3 separate regions of the Gossypium hirsutum genome follow, and all the other regions are linked to region 3. A link is a contact called in public Hi-C data. All regions are on one chromosome and are shown on one strand. Each heading gives the region's core, a stretch centred on a gene start, on an enhancer-like site or on the middle of the called end of the contact. The rest is flanking DNA. Distances are from core to core; before and after follow the strand shown.

The links. A called contact is a pair of places that touch in the nucleus more often than the background predicts.
Region 1: a Hi-C map of hypocotyl shows a contact between it and region 3, with 3 times the contacts expected there. The contact joins the promoter of LOC107950661 here to the promoter of LOC107950640 in region 3. A contact is called at or near these places in 11 of 34 Hi-C or Micro-C datasets (anther, callus, hypocotyl and 3 more).
Region 2: a Hi-C map of leaf shows a contact between it and region 3, with 2.3 times the contacts expected there. The contact joins the promoter of LOC107953709 here to the promoter of LOC107950640 in region 3. A contact is called at or near these places in 3 of 34 Hi-C or Micro-C datasets (all in leaf).

The regions. Positions count from the first base shown.
Region 1 is chrA08:8,129,682-8,132,756 of Gossypium_hirsutum_v2.1, reverse strand. It overlaps LOC107950661 (DNA-directed RNA polymerases II, IV and V subunit 11), which reads right to left and starts at 1,559. Exons shown (of 5, transcript XM_016885545.2): 1 at 1,358-1,559; 2 at 1,198-1,287; 3 at 997-1,075; 4 at 786-881; 5 at 1-219. The coding sequence starts at 1,410. The coding sequence ends at 187. It overlaps LOC107950651 (polygalacturonase QRT2), which reads right to left. Exons shown (of 9, transcript XM_016885535.2): 9 at 2,833-3,075. The coding sequence ends at 2,934.
Region 2 is chrA08:8,232,183-8,235,163 of Gossypium_hirsutum_v2.1, reverse strand. LOC107953709 reads right to left here and starts at 1,391. Exons shown (of 3, transcript XM_016889099.1): 1 at 1,266-1,391; 2 at 1,105-1,193; 3 at 748-1,023. The coding sequence starts at 1,289. The coding sequence ends at 876. LOC107950686 (pentatricopeptide repeat-containing protein At3g53170) reads right to left here. Exons shown (of 3, transcript XM_016885593.2): 3 at 1,588-2,978. The coding sequence ends at 2,935.
Region 3 is chrA08:7,991,568-7,994,950 of Gossypium_hirsutum_v2.1, reverse strand. It overlaps LOC107950640 (nuclear transcription factor Y subunit A-1), which reads right to left and starts at 2,035. Exons shown (of 7, transcript XM_016885527.2): 1 at 1,853-2,035; 2 at 1,243-1,455; 3 at 789-928; 4 at 515-586. The coding sequence starts at 1,417.

The DNA.
Region 1 (3,075 bases), core at 310-2,809, 140 kb before region 3:
GTTAGGAAAACATAATAGAGAAAGCAGAAGGATTGTTTCTTGAACAACTTTGAGACAGATTTCAAAATAGTGTCATTACAAAAGCCTGAATAGCATGCATTGCAGATGTCTCAAAGTTATTTGGTTGTTTTTCCTTTCAAAGTCATAACACAAAACCCCTGGTTAACTGAGCGCCTCAAACACACATTAGAAGTCCCTTGAATGCTTTTCTACCTCAACCTGCAAAGAGAAATATAAAAAGCATAAGGATGAAGCTCAATACAAGCACGAAACTCACCAGAACTATCAAAATGAATGATTTTTAACATTAATATATCAATAAAATATTCAATTTTAAGTAAATTGGTAGTTATGTCATATGTGAAAGCTTCTGTTGGGTGTTTGTGTGTGAGACACACACACACACACAAAGAGAAAGAGAGAGAGAGAGAGAGAGAGAGAGAATTATAATCCTAATTTGTCACAGGTTCGTGAAAGTGCACCCTAAGCAGATCATTCTAATTGGACAAGTGAAGAAGTGATGCAAGCAATTTTATGAGTAGAGTTATATAGGCAAACTGATGACTAATCTACAATAAGAAAAAAGGTACTTTAATAGGAAATATGATAGTTATCACAAGTCATCGGTTGGAGAAGTAGTGGTATAAGTACTTGAATTTCTTCATGGAATTTTAAGTTAGATTATATTAACTACCTTGCAGTCGGATACAAAAGCAATTTCCCCTATGTAAACGAAATTTAACCGACAGTAGCACTAGTAAGTTATGAAGAAAGACAAATGTCACCTCAAATGCACTCTTCAGATGATCAAGTTCCTTATCCAGATCGTTTATAGCCTGATTATATGCTTGCATTGGAGAAGACTGACTGGTTGTGTGGATCTACGAAATTGCATCAAATTGGTTAAAACCCGAAAACAACTGGCACCGGAATGCATTCGATAAAATCCAAAAAATTAATAGCGTTTAGCCCTATCCAACAAAGAAAAAGACTAACCCTAACAAGGATTTTGTACTGCAGAGGGTGAGGAAGCTTGTAGCCAGCAAACAAAACGTTCTCATCTCCATGCAATTGCCTGATTGTTTATCACCGTTAACAATAAAGGGAGGAAAAGACAAATAATTAGGAGCTTAATCCAGCAAAAATAAGCAAAAAGAGACGAAGTTTGAAAGGGGACGAATATCGTATGATGCGTACATTCGGAGGATGTTGCCGATGGTGTGGTCTTCTCTCTCGATTGTGAAGGTGGCCGCATTTATTATTTTGGTGTCTCTCTCGTAAGAAACCCTAAAAATTTAACCAACAAATATGTAGCAGTGAGTTTGATAAACAGAGGATTTAGGGATAAAGAGCCTACTTTTTGGTCCCCTCGGGGACGACGAATCTCTCGTAACGGTCGGGGGCGTTCATGGCCTTCTCACTCTTTCTCTTCTCTTCTGCAAACTCTTGCTCTCACCGCCGCCGGAGAAAATCAAAATGGTTTGGTGGCTCAGCCTCGGTGCCAGTGTAACTGTTGCATGAAATGGGAAGACCCCGTGGGAATGAGTCATTACGATGTCGTTTCAACTTGTGCTTAAGAAAAATAATATCTCAAAAATTAATTTTCCTCCCTCTACTCTATTGGTTAAAGTTTATTACAAGTCCCTCTATCATATCATATCATCAAGTTCATTTTAATTTCTATATTTGAAAAACTAACATTTTAGTCCTTACACATTAATTTTATTGTTAATAAAATGACGTGATTTAACGATGACTGATGTAGTATTAAATCAAATTAAATTGTTACATATCAGCTTTGAAGGTTTTACCCCAAATTAAATTCATAGAATTTGAATATTAGATGTGTGCTAGCTTTACAAATATCTTAAACACAATACCAATTTTTCTGCTAGTTAAACTTGAACCTACTTAATTTGTAGGGGAGAAGCCAAAAAATTCTTTTTGCGCTGAAATTAAATTATAAATTTCAATAGCCTAAATATTTATAATTTTTAAATGATTAAATCAAAATTTTATTATTTTTAAGGGGCTAAAGTGCTATTTTAATTTTATTAATTTAAAATTTTAACATTTTTAAAGGAACTAAATGAATAATTTTTCAAGGGGCGAAGCTAGAAGATATTTTTAAAGGCTTAAATTAAATTATAATTTTCAATAGTCTAAATATTTATAATTTTTAAAGGATTAAATCAAAATTTTATATTTTTAAGGTGTCAAATATAATTTTATCTTTATTAATCTAAATTTTTTAAATTTTTAAAAGAATTAAATAAACAATTTTTTATTTTAGATGTCCCTAATTACGGCACTGTTGATTTGTATAATTAAGTTCACTTATAAAGATTCATTTTATATGTTCTCCTTTGGCTCTCCTCCAACTTTTGGATGATAATATCATATCAGAATTTAACAATTAATATCATATATTCTCATTTCTAAATTTTTTCATTTTTCTTCTGCATTTTTTTTTGGTAGAAACAGTAGAGTTAGAAATTACAGGATCTTCTAGAATATTAAGTTTAGGTAAAGTGGTTAAAGTGGTTAAGTTATTAGTTTGGCTAAGTTATTAGTTTGGTTAAAGTGGGGGAAGTTAAGAAAACAATGCCCCTCTTCTAATTTTATGTATATTACTTATAAAATATTTTATTATTTTAGTATCACTCATTATTTGGGTTACAGTTCAGTTAAAAAATTATTAAAAAATTTATTTTATTTATAAAAAATATATAGATACTAGGTGAAGCTAAAACAAAAACAATTCAATTGCTAAAACTATCCACAAAATGTGGTTTTTTTTTTTTATACTTTCGATGCGTTTGGCAACAAGTATTTTAACATACACAAAATCACTCAAATATTTATACTATGATCAAGTATTTTAACATTATACATGTTATATATAGTAGACCAATAGATAATTTTCTCCTAATTTAGGATTGAGATGAGCAGGGTGGTGAAACATCTCCTCGATAAGATAATATAACATTAGCACATGAAGATGAAGCTTGTTTAGTTTCTTCAGCCTTTAAAGCTACATTTTGCAAATAGATCTGCCGGCAAGGAAAACTCTGG
Region 2 (2,981 bases), core at 142-2,641, 240 kb before region 3:
TGTTTTTGTTCGGCTATAAATAATTTGTTTGATTGTTTTTCATGAAATTATTATAAAATTAGGAGAGGAAATGATAACAACAAAGTCTGAACGTTGGTCTTTAAAGTGTCCAACCATTGTTATTGGGAAAATTAATAAAAACTGCTTTATATAATTCGGTAACCCTAAATATATGCTTTGTTTTGCTTTTATCTCCTAAAATCACCATACTCTAACCTTATCAATGAGAGTTATACATAGCATTATCGACATCTACTTAAAAATATAAATACTTGTTATTTTTTTATTTACTACAAACGTTTGGATATCTCTAACATACAACATACCTATTGTCATAGGAGTTTTTTAATCTATCAGCATCTGGTTTTTTACTTTAATCTGTGAAATTTTGTTTAGATTAATTAAATTTTTTTCCATCATATATGTGAGTAGAATGATTGAAATATTATTAATTTGAAGATTTTAAAGTTTATAGACTATGAATGACATCAATATAGCATCCAGAGCCACCAAAACAGCCTGCTTTGCTCTCAATGCCCTCAACAGCAGCCCCGCTCTTCTTATAATTTTTCTAATAAACGTCACTTTAATTATCTTTTTCATATATTATATTGTTACGTTGCGTCCGAATTATCCAAGTAAAGATTGTAATTATTTTGTGCTCATATTTTGGAATCTTGCAATTTCAGCCTAGTTATAGCAACCTACATGTGTCATATGTAGTAAATAATTTGTTATATACAAATATAAATATAAACCTTAGTTCTTTATTCAATCCAAATAAAACCCCAAAAAAATGCAAAATACATATTGATATCTTGTTATTCATACACAAATTCATGTAAACCAGAGAGGGTATAATCCATTTGAACTGCTCATTTATCTTCAGAGAAGAAATGGTTAATGGCTGGCATGACTTCAGGGGGACGTGTTCTTAGGAATTTACGAAGCCCATGTTCTGCATATTTTTCTCCTTCCTTATAGTTTTCTAGCACTGCTTGGCTACGATCAGATTTGTTGATCCTGCAAAAAATTAACAATTTTGAGACCCAAAAATATACTTGTTTACGTAAGAAAAATTATGATTAAAAAACAAAAAAGTACCTGGCAGCAGGATTTAAGAAAACGTTCCTTGTAAGCTGAAAGATACACATGCTAGTTACAAAGGCCATGGCTCCTACTAGAGGGTACACCTAAGAAAAAAAAAAGCCAATTAACCAAAGAAAATAAAATAATAAAATATAAATTATTCATTTTGTCCATACCTCTGGCTTCATCCAACGCCCCATAATGAACACTTTTTTCTTTTTTCGTGTGGTTGGTGAAAATAAACCTTGAAAAACTGTAGGGTGGATTTGTTTTGTATAGGCAGAATTTGGTGATTGAAAGTGCAATTTGAGTATTTATATGAAAAAGGCAGGCCAGGGAAGTTTACGATGGCTGGTTGGCTTGACCTGTATTTCAGTGGGCTACATTTAATATTTTGACTTAACCCTTAAAATGAGACCCAAAACCATGTGCTAAAGCCTATGGTTTTTTCTTGAGTTGATAACTTTGGAATATATTATCTTTTATTGCCTTATTGGCCTTGACTAATTTGGGTTTCTTTGAATTTAATGACTCTATAGAATGTTCCCAGTTCGTTTTTAGAACAAATCCAATTAGAACTTTTTAAAAAAAAATTAAATTTAGTAATCCCAAGGAACTAAGAAGATCATTTCCTTTCTTTCTTGATATTAGAAATTTCTTAAGGACATGGACTTTTTCTGTGTGGCTGTTCCAAATATACCCATCATTACAATCGGTTAATTTCTTAAGTTGCTATTCAATTAAAAAAGAAAATTCAACCTAAGCTTATCTCTCACATCTTTGATGACATTTATTATAGTATGAAATTAACAAATCAAATTATATTTGGACAGATTCACTATAAAGATCAAATTCATGCCATTACTTAATATCTTCTTCATGCGTTGCTTACAGTTCTGTTAGAAGCGTGGCCGTAAACATGACAGTACTAAGAACTCATTAACAACTCCATATCCCTCAAACAAAAGGGTGATCTTAGCTACACATGCCTTGCAATGATGTCCCAAACCCTACCAACTCAGATTTCACCTGCAATGTGTAAATGTATATACCTACTCTTGTATTGCATGAGTTCGAGTTAAGAGAGGACATTGGTTAAAGTTTGCACCCCAATGCTGCTTCGGCTTCAGAAAGTTAAAAAAGTTTCATATTATTGGGCTCTGCCTGTGCTCATCAGGGTGTCTGCTCAGATTGATAGCTCCATTAGAAGTTTCTTAGTTGGTTCAGTTAGAGAGAGAGAAAGGTCTCAACTGTCAACCATGAATGGCCCCAATTCAACACAAAGTACCCAAACCTAACGGCTATACCTGATCCTGTTCCAACACAAAATATTTACATACTAGTATATATAACAAATGGTTTTGCTTTCTTTCGCATTACACTATGACAAACAGATTTACATTCCACTAATTAGGAACTTTTCCCCCCTAAGGCCTTAAAAATACAAATGCAATGCAATGATATACAAAAGTAACGGAAGGAAGGGCATGGTTAGAAAGTAGTACCAGCCTCCTTCCTCAGTAGTCATCAGTTCGACAACCATCTTCCTCTCATTGCTCCCCGCACCTTCTACAGAAACTGCAAGTTGCAAATCAACATTCTTCAATGATTATTGTCCTACACATTACTTTTCCAAGTATGTTTATCTGATTGGTACATGCCCATTTCATAATCATAGTTCTTTAGTTAATCCATCTAATGGACACATCTCAATCAAATAAAGGAATTGTTTTACTTGAATCGGCATTCCATTTGAGTACCATCATTGAAGGCAGTTTCTTCAATCATACTCCACTTAAAATCTCATCTCTACCATCTCCATCACCTTCAACATTGCATCCTAATTCACAGATCACATGACCTCATTCTTCTCATCTCCTTCACCATAACTG
Region 3 (3,383 bases), core at 786-3,285:
AAACTCATTTGAAGATAATTAGATGCAATAACTCCCTAAAATGAGAGCTTTTATGTCAATGACCAACAATAATTATGCCAAAAACAGTTCAGATAAATTAAAAGAAAGAGGAAGGGTAGATGATAGTCACATAAATTAGATGGTAAAGTTGCTCTTCGATAATTACACACAATTTGTGAAACAATTAGCAAATAAAGTTTGAACTATTAGTGAACAAGGTCACTTTGCTTCCAAGAAAAGCAAGAAGATGGTACTCATTTGCTTGAAATTCTAAGTACAATTTTTGACACACTGTAACAACTTTACATGGAACAAATGAGCCATGATCCTAAGTAGAAGCATCACCAATGCAAAAGCTTTTGTTAAAGTATACAAAGTGATCTAATGAATTCTAGGGCAAAAGGATACAAGATATTCTAATAATCAGATGCCTCTATCTACTACAAAATAATAGTCGATAAATTGTCTTTTCCTGCTATTCAATACAACTCAAAACAAAAGACTCAGATCATACCATTATTTGTGGCCCATATGAAGCCAGTATTCCACTGTACTGCGAATCTGAACAGGGGTAAGATTTCAAGACCTGAAAGGTTTGAAGCAAAATTTCTTCCGCAGTCAAAGTGAGACTCAATATGAACTAATAGAAATTTAAAGAATAAAAAAGTAGTTTGACTGCTAAAATACATGGATGGATGCATGTCAGTGCAAGCTCGTGACCGCTCCTATAGGTATGGTATGTAAATGTGTGAATGGGTTTGTCTGAGTAAGAGAGAGAGAGGACTTACAATTGAGTGGCCAGCTAGTTCCATTTGGGAATTTGGTTCAAGGTGTTCAACCAATGTAAGGGGGGCTGCAGAAGGGACATGCTTGAGGGCTGCAGAAGGGACATGCTTGAGATATTGTTCATCATGTCCATTTCGCCCATCTGATCCAGAAACAAAGAATACATCAAAATGTAATGAGTACATGGTATGAATCAATTTTTATACAAGAAGCAGAGATATCACATGGCACTAGTTATTATTGTCACATGGCACTACGTAAGAAACTGAGACAGATCGTATAAAGTTATTAAGACCACTAAAAACGACGCTCCATCGATACCAAATTACATAATTCACTAGGTCCCAAAACTGATGTCTTGTTAGCATAAAAAAAAGAAGCATCATCCCATCTTTAACTAATACGAGAAATCCAAGTAGTGATCCTACACTAATCAGATTCTCTTAACTGGATTACCTCCATCTGCTGTTGGACCATTTTTTTTCTCTGCAGAGGTTGACTTTGAAGCAGCTTCACCTAAGAGGTCAATCCCTACTGCTTTCCACCAGGGCTCCAAGGAGGCAGTTGAGTTCAACACACTTTGAGCACCATGGTGCATCCGTTGATCTTCATTCCGCGGTTTTGCTGGCATTATTCACTACTTTACTCTGGGAATCAGAAGCCCAGCCCCTTAAAAAAACAGAGAAACGGACACAAGAAATGAACAAATACAATTTAGAGACCTAATTAACAAAACAGAGAAACAGAGTGAATTGAAGTCCAGCTGAACTTAATACAACTAAGTAATTAGATTTCTAATTTTGCATTTTGGGCACGACTAATTCTAGCCCCCCATAAATCGTGTAAATATTCTTTCCTCCAATTTTCTCATAAACCAAAGACGAAACTCACATAACATCAAAGAAGAAAAAGAAAATTGACGAGTTGAGTGATTAAAAACCCTAAAGTAATCGTCTTCGAAATATTGGATCAAATCTAGGGAAAAAAGAAGAAGAAGAAAGATCATTTCGAGAGGAAAAAGTTGAAAAAACAAAAAAGAATATTTGGATAAATGCAGAGGACTTACTGTAGGAAAAGCATGGAAGGAAGAGGGGCTGAAAGGATTTGATTTTGAGAAGCAAAGATCACAGAGATTGGTCCATTTTGCGCTCTATCTATGCAACCTTAACAGAGACATGGCGACAGGCATTGATTTTCTTTTTTAATGGGTAGGCGGCATTCAAATTTTTTTTTCTTTTTTTAATTCTGCAGCACGTTCAAATTTTTCACATTTCAATTTGATTGATATACAAAGGTCTGATTTTATTAATTATGTATTTTAGAAAAATTAAAAAATTAAATTTTTTTATATTTGGTTTCGTATTTTATAAAAGTTTAAAATTATATTATTTTTCGATTTTTTTGAAAGAGTTAATTTCGTTTTATTTTATCAAAATATAAATTTTGCATTTTTTATTAAAAATTATATGGTATTTTTCATAATTTAAGTTTTAATTATAAATTTTAAAACGATTCCTATTTATGAACCACAAAATAATTAAGAAAAAAACATGAATAATAAAAAAAATATCTTATCCGAGTGACATGTATCTATACCTAAACCTAACAGTGCAAAATAGGTTTGGTTGTGGACATTTAAAATTACGAAAAGAAAGCAAGCTGAAGATCAAACTCAAATATGTTGGATTGGTATTATGGATAAGCAATTAAGCACGTAGTGGAAGTTCCAACTTACAACAAGCAGCGGTCCCACTAATATTCATCACTTAAATCTATAACTTTTTTATTACTTAATCCAATCCAACCAAACTAACCTTTATATGCCTACATTTTATACCACTTCATAATATCGAATATAAATATATAGAGAGAGAGAGAGAGTTTTGATTAATTAACTTCAATTAAAATAAATTAATTGAAAATTGAAAATTTCTATAGGGAAAATTCTCTTTCTAAACCCAAAATTTTCAATTTGTTGTTAAATCCACGGAGAGTCAAACGGTTTCTACAGGGAATAAACTAATAATAAAAATGGCCATCGGCCAGCACCACCATTTTTGTATTACATGAATAAAATATATAGGCAAGCTGAATGACCGGCAAAAATCCCCCTTCTTGATGATAATCATTAAGAGACACATGGATTGATCCAAAATTGATATTTAAAAACAAACCCCACTTTATTATTTTTTTTTTCATTTAAATATCATTTTCGTTTGTGTTTAAGGATAGCGGCCCCATTAACATTCTATAACTATCATCACCCTCTATATTATATTTATTTTTTTAATCAAATTAATAAGTGGGACATTAATTTAATTAATTTTTTTAAAAGATGTTTTTTATTTAAAAATATAAAATGTTGATTATTTTTTATTTTTTTTGTATAAAATCTACACACAAAAATTTAAATATGTTATACGGTACGTTTGAATGTCTCTCACGTCTTCTCGTATGAGCACCTCTTGCAACCATGAAAAAGGTATCATCGTGATGCCAATAAGAATGTCTATTACATCAAATCCAATCTTACTATGTTTCAAACTTTCCAAGGTAACCAATTTCGAAAAAAGTCATATTTGGGCCAACCTCTAATT